2 separate regions of the Mus musculus genome follow, and region 2 is linked to region 1. Evidence: chromatin contacts called from public promoter capture Hi-C data. All regions are on one chromosome and are shown on one strand. Each heading gives the region's core, a stretch centred on a gene start, on an enhancer-like site or on the middle of the called end of the contact. The rest is flanking DNA. Distances are from core to core; before and after follow the strand shown. Region 1 holds the start of Atp5b (ATP synthase, H+ transporting mitochondrial F1 complex, beta subunit). Region 2 holds the start of Ikzf4 (IKAROS family zinc finger 4).

Region 1 (5,371 bases), core at 1,227-3,726:
CTGAAGATGACCAGAAACCATCCTCTGCATTCCAGCACAACACTTTGTTTGTTTGTTTTTGTTTTTCTTGTTTTTCGAGACAGGGTTTCTCTGTATAGCCCTGGCTCTCCTGGAACTCACTTTGTAGACCAGGCTGGCCTCGAACTCAGAAATCTGCCTGCCTCTGCCTCTCGAGTGCTGAGATTAAAGGCATGCAACATCACGCCTGGCTTGTTTTTTAATTTTGTTTTGTTGGTTTATTGTTGTTGTTGTTTTGAGATTTTTTTGTTTTGTTTGGTTTTGTTTGGTTTGGGTTGTTGTTGTTTTGTTTTTTTGTTTGTTTGTTTGTTTGTTTTGTTTTGAGACAGGGTTTCTCTGTATAGTCCTAGCTGTCCTGGAACTCATTTTGTAGACCAAGCTGGCCTCAAACTCAGAAATCCACCTGCCTCTGCCTCTCAAGTGCTGGGATTACAGGCGTGCACCACCGCTGCCTGGCTATCACCCTGACTCTTTTTGTTTGTTTGTTTGGTTTTCTTTTTGTTTTATACAGGGTTTCTCTGTATAGCCCTGGCTGTCCTGGAACTCACTTTGTAGACCAGGCTGGCCTCGAACTCAGAAATCTGCTAGGATTAAAGGCGTGTGCTACCATGCCTGGCTATCACCCTGATTCTTGATTCATGTTGATTTGTATAAGTCAGTGATTTGCCTGTATTCATTGTTTGCCTGGTGCCTGTGAGGACAGAGGGCACAGGAGTGCTGTGTTTCTAGAGGCCAGGAGATGGTGTTGGATCCCTGGAATTATAGGCAGTTGCCAGCTGCACAATGTGCATACTGGGAACTGAGCTCCAGTCCTCTGTGAGAGCAGTGCATGGTTTTATCCACTGAGACGTCTCACCAGACAGCCTCTTGACTCTCTGCATTACATCCTCCGATCCTCTTATTACCCTTCAGCCCCATATTTCTTTCTTCTACTTGCTAATCATATGCTGACATTCTTTTTGGTTCTTTTCTGTCTGAATTTTATGATTTTTTTTTTTACTTATTGCCACGCAGTGTTATCCAGTAGGCTGGCCTCCAACTCATTGTGTAGCCCAGGATGATTTTAAACTCCTGCCTCCCCCTCTCTAGTGCTGGTGTCACAGAAGTGCAACATCTTGTCCTGCATTGGGCTCTTCCTTACTTAGCAAGGTTATTAGATGTTATCTTAAGAATGGGGAGGCTGAGTCCAAGGCATGCCTGAACCACAGCAAGACTGTTTCAATAACACATGCATGTAATTGCTGAGGAGGATATGGGTGCGTTCCTTTGTTCCCCGCTACAGCCTTTGCCAGCTCTCCACTGTCAGACTGAGAACTTTTTTCATCATCATGCAGAAAAATGGGAAGTACTGGAGGATGCTAGGAAGTAAAAAGGTGCAATACTACAACTTTGTGTATCCTCATAGGAAGACCAAGGGCTTCCCTGTTAGAGCTCCACCCCATCCCCATTGTTGCTGGCAAGGATATCATTGATTCTGTGACTTTCCATCCTAGAGCAACACACACTTCTGGCCAGCCTCCACTTTCATTCAAAAGTCCTTTGAGACCTGGCATCATCTCCCTATAGGGTCGGATTTCGTTTTTTTTTTTTTTTTTTTTTTTTTTGCCTTATCTACAACCAAACCGAAGAAATGTGGTTTCAGGCAAAGGCTCGCTTAGCGTATTCTTCCTTTCTACTTTACTTTACGGATTTCTGCACACACATATCACAGCAAAGGTCTATTACTTCTGACCTTTCATTTTGTGTTTGAGACAGGGTCTCAAGGGGCTTCAGTTGGCTCCTGGAATCTTGAGCCTTCACCTGTCAAGTTCTGGAATTACAGGGTTCTGTCAGTACGTCTGCTTAGGGCAATTCTTTACATAAGTAGGTGACTCTAAATTACCCCTCGAGTGTTATAAATAAATAACCTTGTCTCCTCGATGCAGAACGTCTGTCGAAGGATGGGTCGCTTTAGTTTCTTTCGTTGCACGGATTTATATGATAAAGAGCCTCCAGGTTTCGGACCTGCTGGGCCGCCTGGAAACTTCCACCCTCACTACTGTCGAGGAAACCCCACGTTTTGGAGCCACAGAAGGTTCCTGACTTTCAGGACGCCGCCACTCAACCTTAGCGGCTGTCACCTAACTCAAGGTCCAAGGACAGTCAAAGACGGCCTAGTGCACAGGTTCAACGGAACCCCGCCCCTTTATTTCAACGTAGTTCCGCCAAAAACCTCTCCTACTGACGTTCCCATGGGCCAATTAGGTTTCGAGGCTTAGAGGGCGGCTCCTCCAATTAAAAAAGAGAATTTTCAGATTGGCACCAGTTTAGACCAATAGCTGATAAGCTCCGAGTTTTTTTACCCTATAGAAGCGTTAGTGGTGATGACGAACAGCAAAATCACCCAATTACTGTGCCTACGGCGGAGGTTGCCCCGCCCCAGCTGCAGGACCGGCGGAGAGGACCGCTTCGGCGCTCAGTCTCCACCCGGATTCCGCCATGTTGAGTCTTGTGGGGCGTGTGGCCTCGGCCTCGGCCTCCGGGGCCTTGCGGGGACTCAGCCCTTCGGCGGCTCTGCCACAGGCGCAGCTTCTACTGCGAGCTGCTCCCGCCGGGGTTCATCCTGGTAAGCGCCTTCCTGGAGGAGCTAGTTCGGTTCTTCTCCCCGTGACCTTGAGCTTGGGCCTATCGGATCCGTTCTCCATAAGGATTCCCGGGCAGCGGACTACTGTCCAGCCGAGGAGTGCAAGGACAGTCGCCCGTGGGAGCGTTGATATAACCAGCAGCGTCCCATTTTGTGAGGCTAGAGTGGCCGGCAGCTGCCTCGACCTTGAGGTTTTGAGGGGGATACCAAACTCGAGAATAATGGCGGTTCTGTGCACGAGGTCGGGAAAACAGTGCGGGTGGGTTCCCGATTGCAGCGTGCCCTTCTCCATGCCTCCTCCTATCTTGCAGGAGACTTAGTCTGGGCTCAGCTAACCTTCCCTCGGGGGATAAATCTGGGATTCGGGTGACCTTAAGCTGTCCTAACACCAACGCCTTCCAATACCTTTTTGTCTGCTAGCCAGAGACTATGCGGCGCAGGCGTCTGCGGCCCCGAAGGCAGGCACTGCCACCGGGCGAATCGTGGCAGTCATCGGCGCTGTGGTGGACGTCCAGTTCGATGAGGGATTACCACCCATCCTAAATGCCCTGGAAGTGCAAGGCAGGGACAGCAGACTGGTTTTGGAGGTGGCCCAGCATTTGGGTAAGTAGGACGTTTTAGAGGTGGGAAAGAGCTTGTTAGGCTTAAATAACACGAGATCGTGCCATCTCCATTCTGTGATGACTTTACCAAATGACTTTCGTTCTTCTGAGTTTGCTGAAGCCACACTCAGGTGCTGAGAGGGGAGGCCTGTTTGCTTTTGATCACCCTTCATTACATACTGTTAGGTTTTGGTGCTTATAACGTGTTAATGCTGATTGACAGGGGAGAGCACGGTCAGAACTATTGCTATGGATGGCACTGAAGGCTTGGTTAGAGGCCAGAAAGTACTGGATTCAGGGGCACCAATCAAAATTCCTGTTGGTCCTGAGACCTTGGGCAGAATCATGAATGTCATTGGAGAACCTATTGATGAGAGAGGTCCTATCAAAACCAAACAGTAAGTTTCTCTCACTGCATTTGTGAACATGGGAACCTTTTCTTGCAGTTGTACACATGGGGTAATAACTGGTAGTAAAGCAACATTTTCCTACAGTACTACTTCCATTTCTGTTGTATTCAGTTATTGAAAATGAAGATACAGAAGTTTGGATTGTTGAAAACTTGCTACATAGAACCCCCTGTTACTTTTTTTAAAGCTGTGTTACATTATGGATTCTCTAAAATTTACAGGTTTTTATTTTCTTATTGTTATATAAAGAAACTTTGTTATATTAAGTTCAGTAAAAGGAAAATATCAAAAAAGAGGATTATTTGTTCTTGAGACTTTTTTTTTTTGGTTTTTCGAGACAGGGTTTCTCTGTATAGCCCTGGCTGTCCTGGAGCTCACTCTGTAGACCAGGCTGGCCTCGAACTCAGAAATCTGCCCGCCTCTGCCTCCCAAGTGCTGGGATCAAAGGCGTGCGCCACCACGCCCGGCGAGACAATATTTTTTATTGCAGAGAGATGATGTTCTGTGACAGCTTAACTTGAACAAGATTAGACTTGACTGTTTGTGGTGGCCAGTGGCTTTTGAGCATGGTGCCTGGTTCTGACCCTTTCCTCCCTGAACCTTACAGATTTGCTCCTATTCATGCTGAGGCTCCTGAGTTCATAGAGATGAGTGTTGAGCAGGAGATTCTGGTGACTGGGATAAAGGTTGTGGATCTGCTGGCCCCATACGCCAAGGGTGGGAAAATCGGTACGTTGGTTTTTGGTCCGTGTTTTCCAAATACAGTAAAGCATGGAGACCCTTTTTTCTTTTGAGAGTGCTTGAGCCTTCAGTGATGATTAGCTTCTGACTTTCGTTCTTCTGAATTTGCTGAAGCCAGATGCCGTTCCTGAGAAGGGGAAAATGGACAGAACTGAACATTTTTGAAGGCTGTTTAATTTGGGAATGCAGAGATCTGAAATATTTCTTCTTAAACTAGGACTCTTTGGAGGTGCTGGCGTTGGAAAGACAGTACTGATCATGGAGCTAATCAACAATGTCGCCAAAGCCCATGGTGGTTACTCTGTATTTGCTGGTGTTGGTGAGAGGACCCGTGAGGGCAATGATTTATACCATGAAATGATTGAATCTGGTGTTATCAATCTAAAAGATGCCACTTCCAAGGTGAGCTCCATTCAGAAAACTAATGTGTTATGTTTGATGTGATGAGCCCCGGGTTCTGTAAACAAAATAGTTGTCTTCCCACCACCATTTTCCAGAATACCAGTGTACACTTCTCTGGTGTGAGATATTTCTAGACTTTTTGATGAGTAAGTAATCCAATTTGAAAGCTGATTTAAAAGGTGTAGAATGGAAGCCACTCACATATCTCAGTCTTACTTTTAGTTTAGAAATTATTTCCAGTGTTCTCAATTTCATGAAGGTTCCAAACAGAAACATTGGCATCCAGTGGAAGATCCCATTAGTGGTGTCTCTCTCTCTCTTCCCCTCTCTTCTCTCTGATTGGGAATCTTGGATTTCTCTGTGGCTTCCTTACTACTCTGCTGTCTTTTCTGACTTGTGTATGTTTTACAGGTAGCGTTGGTATATGGACAGATGAACGAACCACCTGGCGCTCGAGCCCGGGTAGCTCTGACTGGTTTGACCGTTGCTGAATACTTCAGAGACCAGGAGGGCCAAGATGTCCTGCTGTTTATTGACAACATCTTCCGCTTTACCCAGGCTGGCTCAGAGGTAGG
Region 2 (5,371 bases), core at 1,285-3,784, 560 kb after region 1:
GAGCTAAATGTCAGTTATCTTAAGCTTGTCAATTTCAACTTGTTGATAACATGCTTTGTAAAAATGCTTTTTAAAATTTTTTTTTAGATCCAATAACATACTTGAAAACATGAGTGCCTTCAAAAATCCCCCCTCCCCACAGCCTCCTGTACATATAAATGAATGAAATCAAAACACATGTAGATAAACACACAGACACAGATCACACATATAGATACACATAAAGAGAACATACCTACTGGGATAAACATCACAGCCGTCTATATTATCTGCTAACATGAACATGCATGGGTATATGCGCAAAGGCCTAAACATGGAAGAGAGAGAGAGAAAGAGAGAGAGAGACCCTAAAATTCATCCCTAAAGTTCGCCTAGGTTAGTATTTTACCCACTTTCCCAGCTATGCACATACTTACTTTCACAAAATAAAGATTCCATTATAAAATGGTTGGAGTCCTGGGCCTGAGGCAAGAAATCCGGAGCACACCCTCCTGAGAGCTCCCTCTCCAGCTTTGGTCAGTGGGAAGAAAACAACCACTCAGGACTTGGGGACCATTTCCCATCGCAACCTCTCCTAAAGTCCCGTTCCCCACTCTATCCCTCGGAAGCCCGAGGAACCCTGTTCTCCGGCTATAGAAAAAGCCTTATGGCTTGAATCTGATTTTCCCCTGCTGAGGCTCCTTAGGCGAGCAACGGTTTTCTTAAGAAGTTGCCTTAAGACAGCACCAGACACAAACCATGATGTGAGCGGCTCAGGACCATTAAGACTTGTAGATTCAGGTCCGGTTTTAACACGTGCCCTTTCAACTGAGTTTACTGAGGCTAGATAGGTCAAAAAAGGTTAAGTAAACTCAAAATCCTCCTGCCTCAGCCTTTGGAGTACTGGGATTGCGTGCATGTACCACACCCAGTTTCTTGTTCTTTTCAAAGGTTAGTGCTGACCTACTACAAAGCACCCAGTATTAGTAAGAAGGGACCTGCTGATTCTAAAATGAGTGAATTTCTTGGAAATCCATATCTGGCCCAGTCTCCTGGAGCTGAGGCTGTCTCTACGACTAGGAGCTAGCTTTCTGGGAGACAATATTCTTAAAGGGAAGCTCAGGGACACTGAGGGAAAAGCATTCTTTGTGGCTCTCCCAATGAAGGGCTGGAAACAGGAGAGAAAGGCAGGTGCCTCAAGGCGCACCAGTAACTCCAGAGGCTCTTTGATGCTGCTGTCATCCCTAGGATAAAGGCAAGAGGGAAAACACACTCAAGTCTACTTTCATGGCACTAAAATCTAAGAAGGAATCTCTGTCAAAGGCCAGAGGGTCTTTGTGAGGCTCCAGAGACTTAGACTTCTAGCCTGAGGCTGACGGGGACAAAGTCAGATTTGGGAAACTCATTCGTTTCCCCTCTCAGCCTCGGAAACCCCAGTGAGGGAATTTCAAATGCCTGGGACTTCCAAGAAATCTCAGACTGTCAAAGCCAAGAATTAAGGCTGCTCTCAGGTATCAGAGACATTTTCTTGGTCAAAGCCATCGTAGATTGGCTGAACCTTCTGGGAGCAAAGCTAAATCGTGAGGTCCACAGCAAAGCAACTAGGAGGTGGAGAAAGGGCAGAAAGGCGGGGAAGGGATGGGGAGCAGTCCCACTAAGCTGAGCGGTCTCACACACCGAAAGAGACCGGCCCTCTCCTGGATCCCTTGAGTGGTTGCCTCTGGGGAATAGCCTGGAGCTCTGCAAGCCGCTGCACTTCTCTGAAAGGGATATCTTTCTCCAGCTTTCTCTTCTTGACCATGGGCTCCAGGTGGCAGGATGCTAGCCTGCTATCAGGGACCAGTCAGTGCACGAGCAAAGAAAGACTGCCACCCCCGGCTCTTCTCTATTGTGGGCAGGAGGCTGAGGCCCCTCACATGTCGGTTCCAGGCTGAAGCATCTGCCGTCAAAGCTCTTCTTCCCATCTCAGGTCTTTCTACTCTCCATTCCCACCCAGGCCTGTTTCGGTATTCCACCCCTGGCTGCTCTACCTCTGTCCCCAAGGCCTAATCAAGATGTCACCACAAGCTCCCACTGTCCAAGTCACGGTCTTCGCTTAGCAACACCAAGCACCCTTTCCCATCCTCCCCAAGTGTAAGGAGGAACGCCCCCTCCCCCCCCCCGCTATACACACAGCCCCCGTCCTCTCCCTCTCCTCAGGCTTGGGAGTTGTTACTGAATTGGTTCCCTAGCCCCATCACCCCCCTACCCCCCCTCCGCTAGCCGCCTTCTGCCTGAACTTACATTATCCTTCCCTTGCCGGTGAGACCCTGGGGTGCGAACGCGGCCGCCGCCTTGGAAACGGCGAGGGAGTGCGGGTGGTGTGTGCATGTCTGCGTCTCGGTGGCAGGCAGGGGTGAGCCCAGCCACTCACCTTCCAGGAAGCGTGGATTCCTGGAAGTGAGGGGAACCGCCGTCATTTCGCAGGCAGTGGCAGCCGCACGGTGAGCAGGGGCCCACGGCTGCAGCCGGCAGAACCGCTCAGCCCAGGGTGTATGTGCTGAGAGCCTCGTGTGTATGTGTGTGTGTGTGTGTGTGTGTGTGTGTGTGTGTGTGTGTGAGAGAGAGAGAGAGAGAGAGAGAGAGGGAGAGAGAGGGAGAGAGAGGGAGAGAGAGGGAGAGAGAGGGAGAGAGAGACAGGAGAGAGAGAGAGAGAGAGAGAGAGAGAGAGAGAGAGAGAGAGAGAGAGAGGGAGGGAGGGAGGCGTGGATGCGCTTGGGGAGGGGGCAGGAGAAAACGTACCAGTGTGTGTGTGTGTGTGTGTGTGTGTGTGTGTGCGCGCGCGCGCGCTAGGCTACAGCATCCCTTTTCCAAGACAGTGGAGAGGTGGGAATGGGGGTGCACAGGGAGTGGGGGTGCAGAGGGAGGGTAGGCAGATGTGTTTGCCCTCCTGCCCAACAGACAAAGAGGAGCTACAAAACAAATGCTTGAGAGGGGGGCAAGTGTATGTGTGTGTGGTGTGTGTGTGTGTGTGTGTGTGTGTGTGAGAGAGAGAGAGAGAGAGAGAGAGAGAGAGAGAGAGAGAGAGGAGAGCCGCAGGCTTGTGGGGAGGAGGAAGGGGGTGTCCCAGGGAAGGCCCAATCCTCTGCCAGCTAGGGAAGCCAAGGCCCCACAGGTCATGGGGCCCGGGACACAGGGGCAGCCTCCAGGATCTAGAAGTGGCAGAAGGCTCCTCCCCTAGCAAACTCAGGCTCCTTTCCATCTGCCTCTCCTTCTGACAATCCCCCTTCCCATCACTGACTAGTGGAGATCTGGGACCCTGAGCTTTTTCTAATCCCTGGTTGGGTCTCCCTGTCTTCCCTCTCTCCCGTGCCTCTGGGGCTCTGGCTTCAGGAGTCCTGGATGAATCCTGTCCTCTATCAGGAGAAGGCTCTTGCTCGCTTTCCTTCCAGAGGAACTGTTCACTGCTGAGCTGACCTACTTTGGAAGACTGCATTTTCTGATTCCAAGAATTTGGGATGGGAGGGGCCATGAAACTTTGGGCTGCCAATCCTTGCACCTCTCTCTCCTCAGGTTCTCTTAAATGTTTCAGGGCACCAGGATAAGCTCTGCTCCATTTGATTTGAGCAACTCAGTTTCTGTTTTCAGTGTCTGTGGTGGGTAGGGTGGAAATCTGTGCTGTAAATTAGTGGACTCTCGTTTCCCCCATTTCTTCCCATGGGAATTATCTGTACTTTTAGAAAGGAAGTTGGGGGGCGTGTGCTTTCAGAATCAGGTTCTATGAGATGGTAACATCCCTTAGTAGAACGAGAGGCCTCCTCTCTTTATCAGGTGGCCAGTGGGGGAGGCGGTGACCTGAGAAAGGGCCAGTAAAAAACCAGACACTGGGGACAACTCTCTGCTTTCGGATCAGCCCAGGAGAGGGATGGAGGTCAAAAATGGGTTCTTACATGCCCTATTATATACCCTCTTGGCCATGTCTGGCCCTGAAGGGGGCATTCTTTAGACCTAATGTCAGTGCTGCCCTGACTTTGTCTTTTTGAAGGTAGCTGCTGACATCTGGAGTTCTCAAAATACACAGGAGTGGTTTGAGTTTCTTATTCGGAGACTGTGCTGGGTCCACTTCGCATCAGGCCAGGCCTGCTTAAGCTTGGTTTCATAGCACAGTGAAGCCTCAGATATTGCCTGCTCGCGTCCAACATACTCCCGAGACACGACTGAGAAGAGCCCACGGCACATCTCCCTAGCCGCCTTCATGGCTTCTCGCTTGCCTTCCTTAGGGCAGGGATTGGATTCTATCCATCTGACAGTAACCACCCAGCACTAACAACTGGGTCCTTGGTGTTCTTGTTGCTCAACAGTGAATAAACCTGACTGAACTGGAGGTGGGAGAGTTGGCTGGTTCCTCAGAAGGGCCTCTTTCAGTTAAAACAGCCCACCTGAACTATGTCATTCTGTCCAGTATGAACTGTGTCACTCTGTGGCAGACACGACACACCTGTACCTGAGCCAGTTCCTTCAGTGTCGGTATCTTTCTGTGAGTTACCAGAGGATGAGGGTGATTCTCACGTGTGTCTGACTGATTTTACCCTCTCCATCTGTACATGTCAATAATTCCTTTGTTGGCTCCACTTTAGAGTAAACAAAATAACTCATAGTCCATTTTCACAATGGCACTCTGGCTTGCTCTACTGAGACAGACTCTTCACATTCTGTGTCAACCAGCCTTGAATTCATAATCTTCCTGCTTCTACCTCCTTGCTGTTGAGATTACAGCCATCATAATCTTTACTGTACTTTGTTGTTGTTTTGAGACAAGGTCTTGTGATATATCCTTGGCTGGCCTAGAACTACCTATGTAGATCAGGCTGGCCTAGAACTGCTTATGTAGATCAGGCTGGCCTTGAACAATACATAGAGATCTGCTTGCTTCTGCACCACCTTGCAAGACTCAACATTTCTACTTTTTAATTTTTTAAAAAAAATTATTTATTATACCTAAGTACACTGTAGCTGTCTTCAGATGCACCAGAAGAGGGTGTCAGATCTCATTACGGATGGTTGTGAGCCACCATGTGGTTGCTGGGATTTGAACTCAGGACCTTTGGAAGAGCAGTCAGTGCTCTTACCTGCTGAGTTCTTTTAACTTGAGTTTGTGCCACCATATAATTCAGGATGGCTTAGAACTCACAATCTCGCCTTAGCCTCCCACAGACTAGTATTAAAGATTTATGATATCATACCTGTTTCTTTGGCCCTGACATTCTAATAGGGTTTTGGTTTGTTTGTTTGTTTGTTTGTTTGTTTTTATCTTAAAGACTAACTTTCAAGCCAGCCTGGACAGTACACATTTATAATCTCAGCACTTTGGGAGTGGAGGGAGGGACACCGAGAGTTCATGTCCAGCTTTGGC

What was found. Capture Hi-C pulls out chosen DNA fragments and counts their contacts.
Region 2: a contact with region 1 is called in a promoter capture Hi-C map of liver. The contact joins the promoter of Ikzf4 here to the promoter of Atp5b in region 1. A contact is called at or near these places in 2 of 484 Hi-C or Micro-C datasets (CD8 T cells and regulatory T cells) and 1 of 9 other capture datasets (liver).

The regions. Positions count from the first base shown.
Region 1 is chr10:128,080,831-128,086,201 of GRCm38.p6, forward strand. It overlaps Atp5b (ATP synthase, H+ transporting mitochondrial F1 complex, beta subunit), which reads left to right and starts at 2,477. Exons shown (of 10, transcript NM_016774.3): 1 at 2,477-2,623; 2 at 3,062-3,244; 3 at 3,467-3,641; 4 at 4,261-4,382; 5 at 4,612-4,796; 6 at 5,208-5,366. The coding sequence starts at 2,497. It overlaps Snord59a (a small nucleolar RNA gene), which reads left to right and starts at 3,312; the gene lies at 3,312-3,386. Mir677 (microRNA 677) reads left to right here and starts at 4,456; the gene lies at 4,456-4,533.
Region 2 is chr10:128,643,459-128,648,829 of GRCm38.p6, forward strand. Ikzf4 (IKAROS family zinc finger 4) reads right to left here and starts at 2,535. Exons shown (of 8, transcript NM_011772.3): 1 at 2,263-2,535; 2 at 417-510. The coding sequence starts at 2,349. Gm26876 (predicted gene, 26876) reads left to right here and starts at 2,426. Exons shown (of 2, transcript NR_152728.1): 1 at 2,426-2,462; 2 at 4,004-5,371.